2 separate regions of the Cricetulus griseus genome follow, and region 2 is linked to region 1. Evidence: chromatin contacts called from public Hi-C data. All regions are on one chromosome and are shown on one strand. The core of a region is the stretch at or near the end of the contact, and the rest is flanking DNA. Distances in the headings are between cores, read along the strand shown.

Evidence for each region. A called contact is a pair of places that touch in the nucleus more often than the background predicts.
Region 2: a contact with region 1 is called in a Hi-C map of fibroblasts, with 4 times the contacts expected there. The contact joins the promoter of Ahdc1 here to the enhancer-like site in region 1. A contact is called at or near these places in 7 of 8 Hi-C or Micro-C datasets (the CHK-Q cell line, the CHL-YN cell line, the CHO-K1 cell line and 2 more).

The regions. Positions count from the first base shown.
Region 1 is chr2:20,205,688-20,209,301 of CriGri-PICRH-1.0, reverse strand. All of the region lies in intron 3 of Ahdc1 (AT-hook DNA-binding motif-containing protein 1), which reads left to right. Among named protein-coding and RNA genes, the nearest start is that of Ahdc1, 46 kb to the left of the region's middle. Within about 2 kb of position 2,256, at least 1 of the 6 cell types and tissues checked has open chromatin away from gene starts, as enhancers often do.
Region 2 is chr2:20,252,286-20,256,190 of CriGri-PICRH-1.0, reverse strand. It overlaps Ahdc1 (AT-hook DNA-binding motif-containing protein 1), which reads left to right and starts at 2,496. Exons shown (of 7, transcript XM_027399547.2): 1 at 2,496-2,531; 2 at 3,205-3,301.

The DNA.
Region 1 (3,614 bases), core at 1,007-3,506:
GTGGTCCAGGTGTGACTGTGACTGCAACCATCTGGGGACTGGGCAGTGGTAGGATCCATCTTTCCATTGGCCTAGGTTAGCCCACCCAGGCTCCCAGCCACAGAGGCCAGGTGGGGCTGCCCTGCCCTGTAGAGGCAACTCCCTGAACTGACACATGAAGCCTCAGGCTCCAGGAAGCTCCTTAGAGTTTAGCCTGCTGGGAACCCCACCCAACTTCCAAAGGAGCATTCCTGAGGTCTGTAAGGGGGTTGGGCCACCAGGGATAGGAAGGGTGGGGAGGCAGGGCTGTGGGAGGATGTGAGGCTGTAAATGAACTGGAGCTGGGTTTGTGTGCAAGCAGGTGTGGAGGGCTCTCTGCCCTTAGTGCATAAGATTGTGTATACAAGAGTTATGTAAGTGGTCCAGGCTGGGGGATAGGTAAGGGCTTCACATGTGGTACGCTGTGGAGGTGGCTGTACTGAATCTGTGTCCTGTGCTGTGTGTGGGCATCCTAGGTCGTTTCTACCACACAGGGTGCTATGGAGAAGTGTGTGGTCAAGATTCAAATACCCTCAGGTGGGTTTGGTGTGTGCCTAGGGTTCCCAGTGCTAGGTGAGTTGGCCTGTGCACATGGCTTCCTTTGTACTTTGGAGGTGGGCTGGGCAAGACGGGCTGATCTGGACTCAGCAGTGCCCAGCCTTGTGGCCAAATTGCTGAAGTCACTTCCTTTCCAACAGTGACTTTCCAGGGGGAGGAGTTCTTCCGACCTGGTCGGCAGCAAGGGGCGGGGCAAAACTGGCTCTCTCTGGGGAGGGACATGGGCGGGGGCGGGAGAGAGGTGGGAGGAGGTGCTAGTGGTTCTGGAGGAGGGAGTCCTCTGGGAGACAGAAGGAAAGACAAGGACAGGAGTCTGGAAGGGCCAAGGGCAGGAGGGGATGGGGGTGGAGTGGGGCAGGAAGCACAGTCCCTGGGTGACCTCGGAGGGAGGAAGGGAGGGCTGCCAGTGGGGTGACCCTCGGGTCCAGTGAGAGCTGGCAGTGGCGCCTACACACCTGGCACCCAAGACAAGGGGCTGGCAGGGGGCGGTACAGGAACAGACCTGCTTGCCAGGTGCCCCACTCTGGACAGGAAGAGGGTGGGCGGGGGCTGCACAAAGGAGCTCTGTGTGGCTGGGGATAGGGTAGGGTGGGTTATGCAGTGCTGTACTGTGCTGGGGTCAGGGGAGCTGATGGCTCGGGGGCGGGGCAGGACCAGCTCCCCTTGGGGCATCAGTGGCTCCAAGGGGACACCTAGTGGTCAGGGAAGGTAGTGCATCTTGATGGCAGGTACGAAGCTAGGAGAAAGATAGGTTAGAATTGATAGTTGAGATAGTTAGGGTAGGTGAACTAGGCTGAATCTCTGGGTGGTGAAGCAATTTGGTTTAGAGGATCCCAACAAAACCAAATGTGTACAACAGCAAGACTGAATGGCATGGCTGTGTGTCCTTAATGGTATGACTAAGCCTCTCTGTGCTCACATTTAAATTCAAAATAAGTGACTGGTTCATTGTTTTGCTCTGACCTGGGGCGGAATCTGCTTGCTAGAAGATTTGCAGGTTGGGTGGGCACTAGAGGCTAAAAGGAAGGGAAGACAGAGTGGGTGATACCAAGTTCCTGAGAGGGAGGGTGGCTGATCCTGGAAGGTAAAGCCTCAGTAGAGAAAAGAGGTCCTGAGGAAGGTTACAGAGCAGCAGGGTTTCCCACTGCGAGGAGGCCAGGGACATCCTTGGGCCTTCAAACCAGCTGAGGGAGATGGGAGGGGGGTGCATGCAGGCTGGAGGGAGGGTCATGAGGCCGGAAGTGAGACTGGGGCTGGCAGCTTGGCTCCCCTGGGGAGGTTAGGGGTGGGTGAGGGGGAGGAGGGCTGGGGAAGGGGTGGGGTGGTCATAGCCACAGCGGGGGAGGGTGGGGCTGGGATCAAGGATGTGGGCTGGTGCTTCCCGGCACTGTGCTCTGCAGGTTGGGGCCCCCCCTTCTAGCCAGCTGGTGTCCCTGTGGGCAAGCTCAGACACTGACCCGGGAACAGACAGCAGACAGAGGGCCCTTTTGACTTTTCATTCACAGACTTGGGCTAGGTGGTACCTTTGAGAAGAGGCCAACAGAATGGCTGCCTGTTGGGGTGTGGTGGGGAAGGGAGCCAGCTGCTTCCCTCAGATCCTGAAGGCTGCAAAAGAGCAGTGGACAGTCAGGAGGATGTGGCCAAAGGTCTTCATGGGTGGGTGGAGCAGAAGCAACCACTGGAGAGGTTTGTCTCTTCTGCCAAGATCACACCCTCAGGCCCCAAGTGGGAGGCCTCTAGAGCAGGAAAGGCTGCTGAGCCCCACCCACAGCAAGGGAGGAATGGTGGTTGCTGGTAGGTAGCTCTGAAAGCCAGGTCAAGCTTATTTCTGGAAATTGACCTGGCAATTCCAGAGCCTGAGCTGCTTCCATACTTTGAGGCAGGGTCTTATTCTGTAGTCCAACTGACCTGGAACTCACTCTGTAGACCAGGCTGGCTTTGAACTCATAGAGATCTGCCTGCCTCTGCCTCCTGAAAACTGAGTTTAAAGGTGTGTGCCCTTGCCTGGCTTTTCCTATACACTGAAGGTATTCTCTCTTCAAAAATAGCAGTACTAGCTAAACTCACTGGGCACAGTGGTACATGCTTGTGTTGTCAACACTGGCAGAGGCAGGAGAATGGCTGCAAGTCTGAGTTCAGCTTTGTCTACATGGTGATGTCTAGGCCAACCATGACTCCAAGTAAAATGTTGTCTCCCAGAAAGAAAGGGGGGTGGGATGGGGTTGGAAATGTAGCTAAGTTGGTAGAGTATTTGCCTCCTGTGCACAGAGTCCTGGGTTCAATCTCTAGCACCCACAAAAACTGGGTGTGGTGGTACACCCTGTGATCTCATTAAGGAGGCAGGATCAGGAGGATTAGAAATTCAAGGTTTTCCTTGGTTGCACAGCTGCCTGTTAGGCCAGCTTGATGTACATAGAATTCCAGGTTACACTGTGAGAGGTGTGTGCGTGCACGCGAACACACACACACACACACACACACATACACATACACACACATACAGAGAGAGAGAGAGAGAGAGAGAGAGAGAGAGAGAGAGAGAGAGAGAGAGAGAAGCAGTGCTGAGCTGGAAGAGACACAGGTCCACAGCTAGGAGAAATCAGAGCCTTGAGTTAGCAGGTGCAGGGGAGGCAGAAGGATGGAGAGTGGACAGAAATGGAGACTGACCTGGATGAACAACAAGATGGGTCCTTTGTGTGCCATTTGTGGCTTTAAGTGAAGTCTCCTAAGCTCTTCCCATTTGGGTCTCCTCTTCGGTAAAATGGTACTAGAGCCCAGGGTACCCACTGGGGGCGCAGATCATAATGACAGCTTCCCAGATGTCCCTCAGATGTGTGAGTCAGGCCCTCCTGGACTGGGGCCTGGGTATCTGGAGTGTTACACAGCTCCTCCGCTCCCCCGGGCTCAGGGTTTGGAAGCCAATGGCTTAGATAATTTCAGTGTTCCTCCCAGCCTTAAATTAGACCACAGCTCTAGAAGGAGCCTTTCCAGAAGTGGCTGAAGGGTTGTTGCAGGAGCTGAGAGTGGGAGAGAGGCTT
Region 2 (3,905 bases), core at 1,247-3,746, 47 kb before region 1:
TTCCCAGTGTAGTTTGCAAATCCCTTCGGCTTCTAAATGTTAAGTTTATCTCAACCTGACTCTATTTTATTCACGGGGAACCCAAGCCTCCTACAATAAAGGCAAGATCAGGTGTGCCTGGGTCCCAGTTTACAGGGCCTTTAAGACCTTCGATCCCCACATCTTTATCTGGACTTTCAGCAATATTTCCTGGAGACTGAATATACCAGGTTTTCTTCCATTGAAACAGAAGTGGTTGAAGGAAGCTGAGACCAGAAAGAGATGGAGACTCTCAGAGACTCAGCTCTTTTCAGCTTGAGTTACTGATGCAAATATGCAGGTTGGACACTAGGTGGCAGAAGCATCCCACAGAATATTTCATGTGTGGCGTTTGGGGAACCCCCAACATACTTTGGAGAGGTTCCATTAAAAAAAAAAAAAAAATGTTCCTAAATTCCAGGAAGACTCTGCTGTGCTTTGTTCCCAGTAATCTGCAACACTTTGGGGCTATGACTATGTCCTCAGAGGGAGACACCTGAAGCAGCTTGGAGTGGAGAGGGCATACTTGGAAAATTCTCCCTAACTTCTGTTTCCTCTCATCATCTGACTAGCCTTCTTTCTCCCTCCTTCCATGATTCCCTGAACTCCAATCAGTCCCCTCTTTGCCCGGCTCTCTACCTCCTGTATTACTCCACCCGACTCTCTCCATGAATTTAACTCAAACAGTAAGGGTCTTCGAATCCCGTAGTAGGGCCTCAGGGTGGTAAAGGTGCATGAGAAATTAAAGACTGGGGGACCCCCTGGGCTTCTCTCACTCTCTTCAGTGTTAAAGTCTTCACTGCACGGGGCAGGAGAGCTATGACAAGACTCCAAAAAGTCATTTATTTGTGATAACCTCACAGTTGGGATTTGAAGCTACAAAAGGGCCTCAAAAATACCTACTGCTTTTATTAAAACTGACCTTATCATAATCAATTCCCAGGGTTACTTTGTAAGTGAAGCTGCCCCTGACTGAGGCCTCCCCAGCAGGTCTCATTATGCCACATCAGTGGGTATACTTTTTAGAGCCTTTCACCTCTTCTATTACTTGTTGTCTTCTGGAAAGATTCCAATTGTTCTATAGGAGGGGGTTGAGGGGAGAGAAGGTATGAGGGGTGGTGAGAGTGTGCTTTGGGTAGGATAATGCCACCGTCTACTTTTGACACAGGTTGACTAGCCATTACCCTGAAAGTCCAAAGAAGGCTCAGAAGCAGGTGGACCACGGAGTAAGGGCATTGCCAGAGAAGGTCCCGACGTGGGGCAAGATGGACTAAACCAGCAGCCACTGGGCAAAGGAATGTCAGCCACAGTTGTGAAGTTGGGATCTTCTCAGGAGCAGTCAGTCGGTAGACATGTGGCAGAGCAGTGATCGTGCATTATTCATCGGCTTCTACAAACCTCAGCTAACACTTGTCTACTGAAGTGCCGAGGGAGGACACACAGACACACGGAAAGGTCATCCAGAAAGGGGGATCAAGGGGATCACCCCTCTCCGTCACTGCCCAAGGGTTAAGCATGCGAGCTTTGGAATTAGCCAGAGCCTGGATCCACCACTTTCTAATCCGGACACCTAGGCCTCAGAATTCCTGTATCTATAATTGAAATAAGGTCTTCTAGGGTTGTTGAGATGCTCCAGGGCTCCGTGGTGCCCGGGTGCTCAGTAAATGGCAGCCGCAGGAATTCTCCTTTCAGGGCTGTCCAGCCAGCTCCCTGGGGTAACAAAGCCTTCCTCAGCGGCGCACATTCCCATCTGTGGGGTAGACAAGGCAGGGGGCCCAGAGCCAAGGGCTGGAGAACAGATGTGACCTGATGAGGAGGTAGGTGAAAGTGCTGAGCCCAGCCCCCACGCGCAGCAGGAGCTAGAGAACTGTTGACTTCGGCTTACAAGCAGTTGTTTAAATTCGGAAAGAGGCATGGTATCTATGAATTGTCCAGGATTTTTGCGCCCTCGCCGCCCGCCCTTGGACAACAAAAAGTAGGCGCTGGAGGAATTAAATCCAGGGCTGAGTTTGAGGGGAAGGGCCACTAAGTGCGGAGGAGGCTCTGGCGTTTCCAGAGCGGCTTTCTCGCCAGAAGCCTCTATTGAAGGGAAAGACGTCCCCACATTGAGAATGTCAGTCCTCACTTCTCTCCATGCCCCTCTCAACATGTTTGGGACACCCCAGAAAGTCGCAGCCCTCTTGGCTCATCCTCTGATGCCCTATTCCACTCATTCCATTCTCAGACCCCGCCCCTGCACTACCACCCGCAACCTCGGCGCAGCCAGAGCCCGGGGTAGGGGCCTCGGAACGCCGGGAACCTTCCTAAGTCTGGAGGAGGATCAACACTCCTAGATAAACAGGGACTCATCCCGGCCAGGGAGACTCAGGCACGGGGTCCGCTTCGGGCCGCGCCGTCGGAGCCGCGGGAGCGACCCCGCCCGCCCAGCGCGCGGAGCGGCCGAGCGGGGACTACAAGTCCCGGCGTGCCCTGCGCGCGCTCCCCCCTGGGGTTCCGGATGGTGAGCAGCGAAGGTAAGGCGAGCTCGCAGAGGCAGCGGCGGCGGCGGTGGAGACGGAGAGAGGCAGGCAGGCAGGCAGGCAGGGCGAGGGCGAGAGACGGAGGGAGGGAGCGAGCGAGCGAGGCAGACCAGACAGACAGACAGGCGGGCGGGCGGGCAGAGCGAGCCACCCGCCAGGCTGCGCTCAGCCCCGCTCGCAGCGGAGAGAGCAGAAGGCAGGAGGAGGGAGGGGAGGAGGGAGGAGGGAGGGAGAGAGGGAATCCAGCTACCACCACCCAAAGCCAGCGTCTGCTTTCTGTCCTCATTTCCTTTTCCCACCCAGCTCAGAGAGCAGAGAAAGGCAGAGAGAGCGAGAAATAGAGACAGGCAGACAAACAGACAGACAGACAGAGCGGGAGGGAGGAGGGCGGCGGAGGAGGAGCAGGAGGACTACGCGGGGCGCCTTCCCTCCCAGGTTTGCAATTGGGGGGGTTGGGGGCGGGGGTGTCCAGGGCTGTGAGAGTGTGTGCGCGGCTGGGGGAGCGAGTGGGGCTCAGATAGCGAAGGAGTGATCGTGGTGGGGGGGCGCCGCGGGAGCGGGGGGCCGTGTCCAGCGGAGTTAGCGGCGGAGAATGTGAGCCGAGGCGCGAGCCATGCTGTCAGCGACGGCAGGCGGCTCAGGGCTCCTCTACGACTCCTCTTCCCAGCAGCCGGGCGCCCGCGTCGCTGCCGCTGGCGGAAGATAGACGCCCCCCGAAACCCCTCGCCTGGCTCGGACCCCGGAGCCGGCAGCCCAGCACTCCGGTAAGTAGCGCCTCCTGCCCAGCTCTAGACGCCACTGGGGACCGGCCGGTCAGGCTCTTTTGTGCAGCGCACTGAGGGGGGGCCCAGCGCCCCCAGTCCGGTCCGCCGGACCCCGTGGCTGCGGTGCCCGCGGTGCGATCGGTCTTTGTTTCCACCGGGGCCCGCGGCTCGGCTGGGCTCGGCTCGAAGCCTGGCAGGCAGCGCCGGGAAGGGGGAGGGGAGGTGGACGGGAGGGGGGGCGGGGAGGGGGGGTTCTCGGGTTTCCTGGCCGCCCCGCGGCTCCCCCGGCTCGGGGGCGAGGTGCGCGCCCAGCGCTGCCGCGCACCCCCTCCTCCTTCCCCCTCCCTCCGCCTTTGGATTTAAAACTGCAATTTGCTCTCCAGCTTGCTGAGAATGTGGGGGGGTGGGATGTAGGGGGACCGTGGGAGCGGAGAACAAGGCTGGATTTTAGGATAGGCACTGGGAAAAGGGGAGACTGCGGAGGGAGGAGCCCCTCCCCTTCAGCCCCCAAATCCCAAGGTTCCGCTGGCGCTCTGGGAGTTGAGGGGCGGGGACCTAATGACCTGGAGGGGGTGTGGGGTGGAGGAGGGATTTGGGGGCGGCC